Linked DNA regions of Macaca mulatta: region 1 is linked to region 2. A link is a contact called in public Hi-C data. All regions are on one chromosome and are shown on one strand. The core of a region is the stretch at or near the end of the contact, and the rest is flanking DNA. Distances in the headings are between cores, read along the strand shown.

Region 1 (5,325 bases), core at 123-2,622, 150 kb after region 2:
CTCTGTCACCCAGGCTGGAGTGCAGGGGCGCCATCTCAGCACACTCACTGCAAGCTCCGTCTCCTGGGTTCACGCCATTCTCCTGCCTCAGCCTCCCGAGTAGATGCGACTGCGGGCACCCACCACCACGCCTGGCGAATTTTTGTGTGTGTTTTTTTTTTTTTTTTTGTATTTTTAGTAGAGACGGGGTTTCATATTGGCCAGGCTGGTCTCGAACTCCTGACCTCGTGATCCGGCCGCCTCGGCCTCCCAAAGTAGTGGGATTACAGGCGTGAGCCACCGTGCCCGGCCTCATTAATAATATTTATTTCCTAAAAGCTAACTTGATGACTACTTACAAGTATTGTAAAGTGAGCTTGGCTTCTCAGTATTCGTCATTGTGGCTTTCATATTATCTTTTCACTTCTCTTTACTATAATTTTGCATAATAGTTGTCTCACACGTTTTTATGTAAATAAATTTATTGCAAACAACAAAAAAGGAAATAGCTGTTTATGACAAAATTTGTATAGAAATGCACAGAGAAAAAAAATCACTCAACTGCTTTTCAACACGACGAAAAGTGGGTTAAGGTGTCAAGGATTTTTAAATTTTAAAATACCGATTTATCGGTAATCGAGGTTTTTTTGGACCTACTTCTTTAAGAAAAAAAACCAAAACAAAACAGCGCACTTTAGATGCTCTCACGACACCTAGCTAAATTCACTGGGAACGCAGTCTAACGTCACCAAGGCCCACCTCCCGGGCCCTAGAAATCACTCTCTGGGAACAAGCTAGGGACTTTGATTTTGCTAGCCCTGCCCCTCTGAGCCCTTCACCAAACCTCCGCGAGGGGGCGCCCGCCCCGCCACCCGCCGGGGCTCAGCACGCGGCCTTTTCCCAGCCAAGAGCCCCGTCATAGGTGGGCGCGGACCCCGAGCCGATCTCGCCTTATTAAATTACAGAAATCGGTATTCAAAAAAAAGGGCGGGGTGGACACTCCCTCTTTTCTGTTCTCACACCCTAGCTGATTCCCAGGTTTCGGGAAACTCCACAGGAAACGGAAATGGTCTCTCCCTGGCCAGCGCGCGCGCCGGGTTGCATCACCCGCCTCGCACGGGCCGGGCGGGGCGGGGGTTTGGTGGCTGCCCTCAGTATTGCCTGCACAAATATCTACCAGGTCTGCGACGAATTGCTCCAGCAACTTTGCACCGTGTTTTCCAGTAAGCCTACCGACAGGCACTGTGCAGATTCAAGCGGAGAGAAGTCCAAGTAGTGAGGCCGCTGCTGAACTGGCCATCCTGAGCCCCTACTCGGCCTTCCCGCCTCCGCTTCCCCGCCCCGCACTAGGACCCCTGCAGACGATCAGGCGGCAGCCGGGGTGACTTCCTTCCTCTTCTGGCAACATGGCGGGCGGAGAAGCTGGAGTGACTCTGGGGCAGCCGCATCTTTCGCGTCAGGATCTCACCACGTTGGTGAGGTTTTGCTTGGGGAGGATGTAGAGTGAGCTCGGGAGTGGAGATGACCGAGCCTCCCGGTGGCATTGGTACTAGTCAGTGTCGGGAGCATGGGTCAGGAGCCTGGGTCAGGAGGGAGACCTGGAGCTGGGCGCCTTAAGCCATGCTCACGCCGCCTGTACCCAGGCCAGTCCACGATCTGGGCGCAGAGGTGTACGGTCGTGGGATTTCGAGCTTCTGGAGGATTCGGCTGGAAGTCTTGATGTTGATTGTCATGGTTTCAGCCTCTTAACGTCTGGGAAGGGAGTGTCTTGTCTGTATTACTTTTAGTGCTAATGTTCCCAAGATTGGGGGAGCCTCTGATCCCCAGATATCCCATAGTTTAGTGGAGGTGTAGTCTGTTGTGTAATGATGAAGGGCTCTTACAGCTTCCCAGCCATAGGAGTACAGAGTTACCGATAGAGGAAAGGCGCTTTAGAAGTAGTAGAAAGCTGTGCAGATGGTGGCGAGATATAGATGGCAAACGTAAAGTCAAAGGAAAAGTTCTGCTTTGTTTTATGTGCGATGTTTTAAAATATATTTCATTGCAGGATGTTACCAAGTTGACGCCACTTTCACACGAAGTTATCAGCAGGCAAGCCACAATTAATATAGGTAAGAGTAACTTAAGAAACCTGATCTTCTTGATCTCCAACAATTAATTTTAACCTCACTTTTTGTGTGATTACCTGGATAATATGAGGATTCACATATTCAAGAAATAGATATTGAGTCCTTGTGAATAAAGCACCTGCTAGATTTGCGGGGGAAGGGAGCACAAAGAATGCTGCCCATGTCTAGCTTACAGACTTGGCAAGAAGAAAAAATGGAGACATAAGAAAAGTTTAGGGCCGGGCGCGGTGGCTCAAGCCTGTAATCCCAGCACTTTGGGAGGCCGAGACGGGTGGATCACAAGGTCAGGAGATCGAGACCATCCTGGCTAACACAGTGAAACCCCGTCTCTACTAAAAAATACAAAAAACTAGCCGGGCGAGCTGGCGGGCGCCTGTGGTCCCAGCTACTCGGGAGGCTGAGGCAGGAGAATGGCGTGAACCCAGGAGGCGGAGCTTGCAGTGAGCTGAGATCAGGCCACTGCACTCCAGCCTGGGCGACAGAGCGAGACTCCGTCTCAAAAAAAAAAAAAAAAAAAAAAAAAAGTTTAATAGCATAAGGCAGTATGTAGTCATACGTAGCAGAAGTTTAAGGAAGAGGTGAAAATGTGGCTGTACTTGCCACACAGGATTATTTCAAGGGCCGAATTTATGAAAGATTTATTTGATGTACAAGCTGTGATTAAGTAGAGGGTTTTTTTTTTTCTTAATTGGCACCTGGAACTTTAGAGGAGAAGTTACGTTGACCGAGTGTAAATTTTGGACATTTTGAGTTTGTACAAACAGCATAGTTAAAAAGTAAGACTAGTTTTTAACCTAGTTAAAAAGTAAGACCCCACCATGAGGCTATTAAAGTTACAGTATTACAGTCTGAAGCTTTAACTTATTAATGCAAACAAAGCCCAAATAAGCCTACAGGCCTTAAACTACTGCCCCTGCATTAAAAATTTTGGTTGGGGTGACCTCGGAGCATAACTTAATCTCCGAACAACCTATGCTAAGACTATACCAGTTAAAGCGAATTACTATGCATATATTGACCCAATAATTTGATCATTGGAACAAATTACAATTAAACTTAGGTTGTTTCCTTGTTTGTTCACAAATCCCTTTTTGTTGTGTCAGGGCCCATCATACCTGTTTACTTTAATCTGGAAATGCTGGAAGGTTCCTTAATATATAAAGTTCTGGCTGGGTGCAGTGGCTTATGCCTGTAATCCCAGCCCGTTGGGAGGCGGGTGGATTGCTTGAGTCCTGGAGTTGGAGACCAGCCTGGGCAACATGGCCAAACCCCATCTCTACAAAAAATACAAAAAATTAGCTGTGTGTGGTGGTGCATGCCTGCAGTCCCAGCTACTAAGGAGGCCGAGGTGGGAGGATTGCTCGAGCCCAGGTGGTTGAGGTTGCAGTGCGCTGTGATCAGGGCATTGCACTCCAGTCTGTCCCAGAGTATGGTTTTTTTTTTTTTTTTTTTTTTTTGAGACAGCCTCACGCTGTTGCCCAGGCTGGAGTGCAGTGGCGCGATCTCGGCTCACTGCAAGCTCCGCCTCCTGGGTTCACGCCATTCTCCTGCCTCAGCCTCCTGAGTAGCTAGGACTACAGGCGCCCGCCACTGCGCCCGGCTAATTTTTTGTATTTTTAATAGAGACGGGGTTTCACTGTGGTCTCGATCTCCTGACCTTGTGATCCGCCCGCCTCGGCCTCCCAAAGTGCTGGGATTACAGGCTTGAGCCACCGCGCCCGGCCTCAGAGTATGTTTTTTAAGTAAAGCTGTTACATGGAAGTTTCTCTTCAGTCCTATATGAGAACACGTTTCTAGTAGGAAGGCGTATGGAGGAGGAAAACTGGAAATCACTGTTGGTTTTATGTTGATATTTACAGTAAGTTATGGCTTTGGCTTTATTTTATTTATTTTATTTTATTTTGTGATAGAGTCTCACTCTGTTGCCAGGCTGACGTGCAGTGATGCGATCTCGGCTCACTGCAGCCTCCACCTCCTGGGTTCAAACGAGTCTCCTGCCTCAGCCTCCCCAGTAGCTGGGACTACAGGCATGCGCCACCACGCCCAGCTAATTTTTGTATTTTTGGTAGGATGGGGTTTCACCATGTTGGCTGGGATGGTCTCGATCTCTTGACCTTGTGATCCAAAGTGTTGGGATTACTGGCGTGAGCCACCATGTCCAGCCGGCTTTGGGTTTTCTACACTTAACACTATTTGAAAAAATATTTGGTATGTAATTAAATACACATGAATTAATTTTTTGAACTTTGACCATAGGTACAATTGGTCATGTAGCTCATGGGAAATCCACAGTTGTCAAAGCTATTTCTGGAGTTCACACCGTCAGGTTCAAAAATGAACTAGAAAGAAATATTACAATCAAGCTTGGATATGCTAATGCTAAGGTAAGCTGTGTACTGTGGAACAAGAAACTAACTTTAATTGTTGTGCAGATAATAAATCAAAATCTTTTTTTATTGAAATTTTAGATTTATAAACTTGATGACCCAAGTTGCCCTCGGCCAGAATGTTATAGATCTTGTGGGAGCAGTACACCTGATGAGTTTCCTACAGACATTGCAGGGACCAAAGGGAACTTCAAATTAGTCAGGTGACCTCTTTTTTGCTAAGCATACTACACTTTATATTTTATTGTCTTCTGTTTTGTACTTTTTGAAATATTGAGATGTTAAACAATGAATCTAATTGCTAAATGGTTTTGTTGTTTTTCCATTGTTTTATGTTTTTATGGCAAATCTGAAAAGTCAAGCATCTAAACCTGAGTTAAAATACTTACCTGCAGTTTCTCCAAACTAAAAGTATCACTTAAACAAAATAGAAAAACAACTCATTGGATTGAAGGGATTCTTTTTCTAGGCTTCCTGAATTTCTTTTAAACAGTGCTGTTTTTGTATATTAAATAGAGATGAACAGAGCCATTTCTAATTCTCTAAAACACTTGAACTTGTTCGCCATCTATTTTCTGAATATGATTGCATACCTGGTTTTTTATCAGGATACTGACATCTGTCTAGTGATGTTTATGGGGATTGGAGATGCCCTACAAGGAATGTTTAGATTGGGGCAGGGCTGGGACCAGGGAGAGACAAGTGAGGCCTTCACCTCAAGCCCAAAATTTAAGTGGGCCTGGGGGTGGAGGTATGCCAGAAAACTCAGTAATTAGGATAAATATTTTAATGCAGTTTTTTTGGAATTAATGCAAAAAATATGATAAACA
Region 2 (5,432 bases), core at 302-2,801:
ATAGATTTTGAGAAACAATTCTTGTTTTAAGGCACTGGTTTGCAGTGATTTGTTACCCAACAATAGATAATTGAAACATTACCCATAACTAAAGGAAGTGCTCAATTCCAATTGGAGATTGCTAAAAATAGTTATATTTTTTCACCATCAGAGTTCAGGGACCCCCTGAAATTTATGTGCAGGTCCTTTGAGGAGCTGAGGGCCCCAGGTTAGGAACCCCTGGTTAAGCCAAGTGGATCCTGCTCTCCTTTTCACTACCTTACTACAGTGTTGGTACACATATAGTTAAACTGGCCACAGCATATCTTTCCTTGTCGTAACCCTGAAATGGAGCTGAGCTCCTAGCACATAACAGGTGTTTAATACACAAATTTATCAAATGAATGTTGATTATAGGATCTGTCTTCCTGACTAAACTGTGAGCTGCCTGAAAACAGAGTAAGAGCAAATACTAGGCCTTTTCCAAGTGCTTTACACATACCAACTTACTTACTCCTTATAACAACCCTATGAGGTAGATGTTTTTACACCAATTTCACCAAAAAAGAAGATAGGCACAGAGAAGGTAAGTGACTTGCCCAAGGTCACACAGCTAGAAAGTGGCAATGCCAGGACTAGAAGGCAGAATGCATGTTCTGATTTTACAGCCTTTATTAACGTACCCAAAGCACATTGCAGAGCTCAACAAAACTTTTAAATGAATACTACAATTCTGAGATTTCATTAGCACTATTTTATGGGTACTATGCTTCTTGAAGACTCAATTTTGTAGATTAATTTCTGGTAGCCTGTGATTTTTTATGACAAAATACATATAATTTACTTTTTAAAAAGTAGAATAATGGCTTTATACTACAGTGCAGATTTTCGAAATTAAGTCTTCATTGTAAAAGTCTATTTTTTTCCCAAAGGACACGAGTTCACAAAACGCAGGGAAGGGGGTCCACTGGTCCGTATTAAATAATGTTCCCTGGGGAGTGGAGCAAAGCTCCAGCTTTCGTCGTCACCCAGCCATCCCACCCCAGCCTCCCCCATACCCTGCACAGCTTCTCCTAAAATGACCCTCCCCCATCCACACATCAGGTTCTGAAACCTGACCCTGCCAGGCAACTAAAGCCGCGAACCCCGCAGTGCCCTGAGCTGGCCTCCCCCTACCCACGATCCCAAGAGGGCACCAGCCGAAGGGATGGGTACTTTGGGGGAAGGCACTTTACATTTTCAAAGTGTTTAATTCACGAAAGCACAACCCAAAGGGCCGCCCCCCACCCACCCGGGGGTCTCTCGCCTCCGCCCGGCAGCCGCTCATCCACAGTAGACCAGTGAATGAACCGCGGGGCCGGGACGCAGCCGGCCCAGTGGCGGGAAAAGCCTCGGGCCTGGCCTGCGGAGAGGCCCCAAGAGAGCGCGGGGAGGGCTCGGGCAGCCGGGAGGGGGCGGTGACAGCTGTGACCCGGCTCCACGCTCTCACCTTGAACATGTCGCTAGCAGCGGTGGCTCCGGCAGGGTCACCCCGGCCTCGGCCACGCCCACTACAGAGAGGTGACTACGGAGGCCCGGTAGGGCCTTGATTTCTCCAACCGCAAGCGGGCCGCGGTGCGGGTAACGGCCGTACTGCAAACTCGGTGCGGCGAAGGCTTAGTTCAATCACCCCGTTCTAGAAGCCGCGTCGCTGAGCTGCAGCGCGTCGCGCCCGGGCGGCGGATGAACGCAAACCCCGCCCTCCAAGAGGCTCCGCCCCTGCGTCGGCGGTTGCTAGGCGGCAAGAAAGCGCCGGCTCTGTGTGGGTGGTACGCGGAGGCGCGAGGAGGGAGGTGCCTGGCGTCGCGCGGCGCTGGGAAACTGTCTTTGCCGCGGCGACCGGGCGCCCAGCGGCGTGGACTGGGATTTCTGTGAGCAGAGGCTGCCGGGAGGGGGCGCTTGGAGGGTCTCGGGCGACTTCGAAAGCCTCGCAGCCGGAAGCCGCCGGTTGGCGGCCTGGATTTATCTTACGAAAGGTTTTAACCGTGGACTGGAGGTTTCTCAGGTTTTAAATTTAAACTAATATGCTGTGTCCTTTAATCGGAAAAGGCTCTGACCTTATTTTTTCCCTTTAAGAAACAAGCGGTAAGCCTCCTCTCTGGGAATCAAATGTTTGTCCCTTAATACTTGTAGAAGTAAATGATAATGGCAATAATTATCTTATTAACAAGAGTAACAAGCACTGATACAGCACTTTGATATGCGCAGTCATGATCTAAGTTCTTTATTCACATTTATCTAATCTTTCCAACGACGGAAGTAGGTGGGCATGGTTATTATTCCCAATACATACATGAAGAAACTGAGGCACATAGAAGTAATTTGTACGAGACCACACAGAAAGTGGGAAGCTAGGATCCAAACCCATTAGTCTGCCTTTGAAACCTGTGTTCTAGCCAAAACAATTGTTTCACTGTCTCATAATGAGGATGTATTTCCTATTTCATTCTGTATTTCTGCCCTAATCCTATAAAAAGTGTAAGCCCTATCCGGGCGGGCATCTGGAAAAATTTGGAATTTGTGCAGTGATGTGCCACTGCCCTCCAGCCAAAGACCACTAGGGGCACACCTGTAGTTGAAGAAAATGGGTTTCTCATTGCTCCAAGGAGAACGCACATGTAGGAACACAGTGGCATATTTCAGTAAAAGAGTTAGATTTATTATAGGATTTGGGCTTTGGTTCGGTGATTTTGGGGTACGTTCAAGGAAGCAGGAGCTTTGCTCTGGATCGGGTGTTGTTAGGAAGCAGTGGTAACACCAAGGCCCAGCTGTGACTGCCAGCCAACTCCCAGATGTTAAGGGCTGCTTTTCTCTTTCTTAAGAGGATTGTATATTCCAAGGCATCCCCAAGGAGAAATATTGAATAGACTCAGAAGGCTCTCTGCATCAGCAGTGTAACATCACACATACGTAAAAGTGTGAAACATATTGATAAATTAGGGCAGAAGGTCTTAATTCATGGGGTGTGCGAACTTGTATGGGGGAAAAAATGACAACTTCATTTTCACTAACCTCTAACTGAACTTTGTTTCTTTCAATTATAGTGTAGACAACAAGCCACAGTAGTATTAGCATTGATGACTTTGTCATCAATAGAAAGCACAGATATTTTCATGTTACCTTGCAGTCGTGTCAGAGATCTTGAAATATTTACGCTCATTACTGCTTCAAAAATACAGTAGTCATTAGAGCTCATTTAATGCATTAAGACACATTTACTATAATTTTGTTTTAAAAAATATTTTAATGATTTCAGTATAATTGGAACACTTTGTAATCCTATGTATGTTATGCGGTTTTTTTTGTTTTGTTTTTTGTTTTTTTGAGACGGAGTCTCACTCTGTCGCCCAGGCTGGAGTGCAGTGGCACGATCTCCACTCACTGCAAGCTCCGCCTCCCGGGTTCACGGCATTCTCCTGCCTCAGCCTCCCATGTAGCTGAGACTACAGGCGCCCGCCACCCCGCCCAGCTAGTTTTTGTATTTTTAGTACAGACGGGGGTTTCACCGTGTTAGCCAGGGTGGTCTCGATCTCCTGACCTCGTGATCCGCCCGTCTCGGCCTCCCAAAGTGCTGGGATTACAGGAGTGAGCCACCGCGCCCGGCCATGTTATGCGTTTTAAAGAGATCTGTCCCTAGGGGGTCCATGGCACCAAAAGAAATGATAACGAGCCCCTGGTTTAGTAACAAAGACCAAGCAGTGACTAAGAATTTGGGAGCTGCATCCAAATTGGAGTATTACTGCATCCAGATTGGATGCTTTAAAGAATAGAAAGTTGGAGGTGGAATCAGAAATTTAGTGTATACCCTCTCACTTTACCAAGGAGGGAACTGAACCACTGAGAGGTTAAGTGACTTGCTCAAAGTCTCACTGCTATTTGATGATAAAACTGGGACAAAACGTTTTTAGACAAACATGTAAAAACTCTCCGCTGTGCTAGGCACTGAGGACTCCATAGTCAACAAGATGCCTCCTGCCCTCAATGAGCTTGTTGGTAGACAGCTGGGGAGTGATGAGATTGAATTATTGAGTTAAAAAGTTAACTCCGGGTGTAGTGTGGAAGATGAATAAGAGGAGAAAAAGACTGGAGACAGACCAGTTATAAGGCTGTGGATAGATTTATTTGTCTTTTCCATATACCATATAATATTTTTAGTACACAATGTAAACTGTAAGCAACTTTAAGAGATCCCCAATGCCTTCTTTTTTTTTTTTGAGACGGAGTCTCGCTCTGTTGCCCAGGCTGGAGTGCAGTGGCCGGATCTCAGCTCACTGCAAGCTCCGCCTCCCGGGTTCACGCCATTCTCCTGCCTCAGCCTCCCGAGTAGCTGGGACTACAGGCGCCCGCCACCTCGCCCGGCTAGTTTTTTGTATTTTTTTTAGTAGAGACGGGGTTTCACCGTGTTAGCCAGGATGGTCTCGATCTCCCGACCTCGTGATCCGCCCGTCTCGGCCTCCCAAAGTGCTGGGATTACAGGCTTGAGCCACCGCGCCCGGCCCCAATGCCTTCTTTTTTAAAGGATTCAGAATTAGTACAACAATCATAAGGCACTTGAGTCTTGTCCAAACAGTGTAATAGTATAAATTATGACCTCAAAGGCTTAATTTATGTACTTTCAGATTACTTCATTGGAGGGAAAATGAACCGTTCCTCAAATGTACCAGGTAAAGGTATTCTGAAATCAGGTACAAAATCCTTAGGAAAAGTTCGCAGAGTACGTTTCGCAAATGCACCAAATTCAAGATCATTACTATCGTAAGTACCCGTATTTTGCCTTGTGTTATCTTCCACAACTGTACAGTTTCCAAACAGTACTTATCCAGATAATTTCAAATGCTTCTTGTTTTGTAAATCAGAGATTTTGTGTTTTAAAATTACTTTCAAATTGAATAATTATAATTGCATTTTCTAATTTACAAAGCATATTAACACACATCTACTCGATCCTGATACAACCTTGTGAAACAATTTTTATATTTTATAAATGAAATAGTAGCAACCGGCAGAAGGTAAGTGGCTTGAAGAAAGTTAACAGCTAATAAATGGCATCAGATAGGATTCAAAGGTTTGTCTCCATACTTCAGGCTTTTTCCTTTTTTTTGAGATGGAGTCTCGCTGTGTCGCCCAGGCTGGAGTGCAGTGGTGCGATCTCGGCTCGCTGCAACCTCCATCTGCCGGATTCAAGCAATTCTCCTGCCTCAGCCTCCCGAGTAGCTGAGATTACAGGCGTGCACCACCATGCATGTCAATTTTTATATTTTTAGTAGAGACGGGGTTTCACCATGTTGGCCAGGCTGGTCTCGATCTCCTGGCCTCAGGTGATCCCTCCCGCCTCGGCCTCCCAAAGTGCTGAGATTACAGGCGTGAGCCACTGCACCTGGCCTAGCCTTTTCTTCTTTATATCTTGTAGCTTG

The links. A called contact is a pair of places that touch in the nucleus more often than the background predicts.
Region 1: a contact with region 2 is called in a Hi-C map of liver, with 6 times the contacts expected there. The contact joins the promoter of EIF2S3 here to the promoter of CXHXorf58 in region 2. A contact is called at or near these places in 2 of 14 Hi-C or Micro-C datasets (fetal cortex germinal zone and liver).

The regions. Positions count from the first base shown.
Region 1 is chrX:23,856,561-23,861,885 of T2T-MMU8v2.0, forward strand. EIF2S3 (eukaryotic translation initiation factor 2 subunit gamma) reads left to right here and starts at 1,373. Exons shown (of 12, transcript XM_001089902.5): 1 at 1,373-1,454; 2 at 2,027-2,090; 3 at 4,365-4,492; 4 at 4,577-4,698. The coding sequence starts at 1,386.
Region 2 is chrX:23,701,567-23,706,998 of T2T-MMU8v2.0, forward strand. CXHXorf58 (chromosome X CXorf58 homolog) reads left to right here and starts at 1,552. Exons shown (of 9, transcript XM_077988325.1): 1 at 1,552-2,103; 2 at 4,638-4,773. The coding sequence starts at 4,658. APOO (apolipoprotein O) reads right to left here and starts at 1,713. Exons shown (of 9, transcript NM_001257632.1): 1 at 1,469-1,713. The coding sequence starts at 1,477.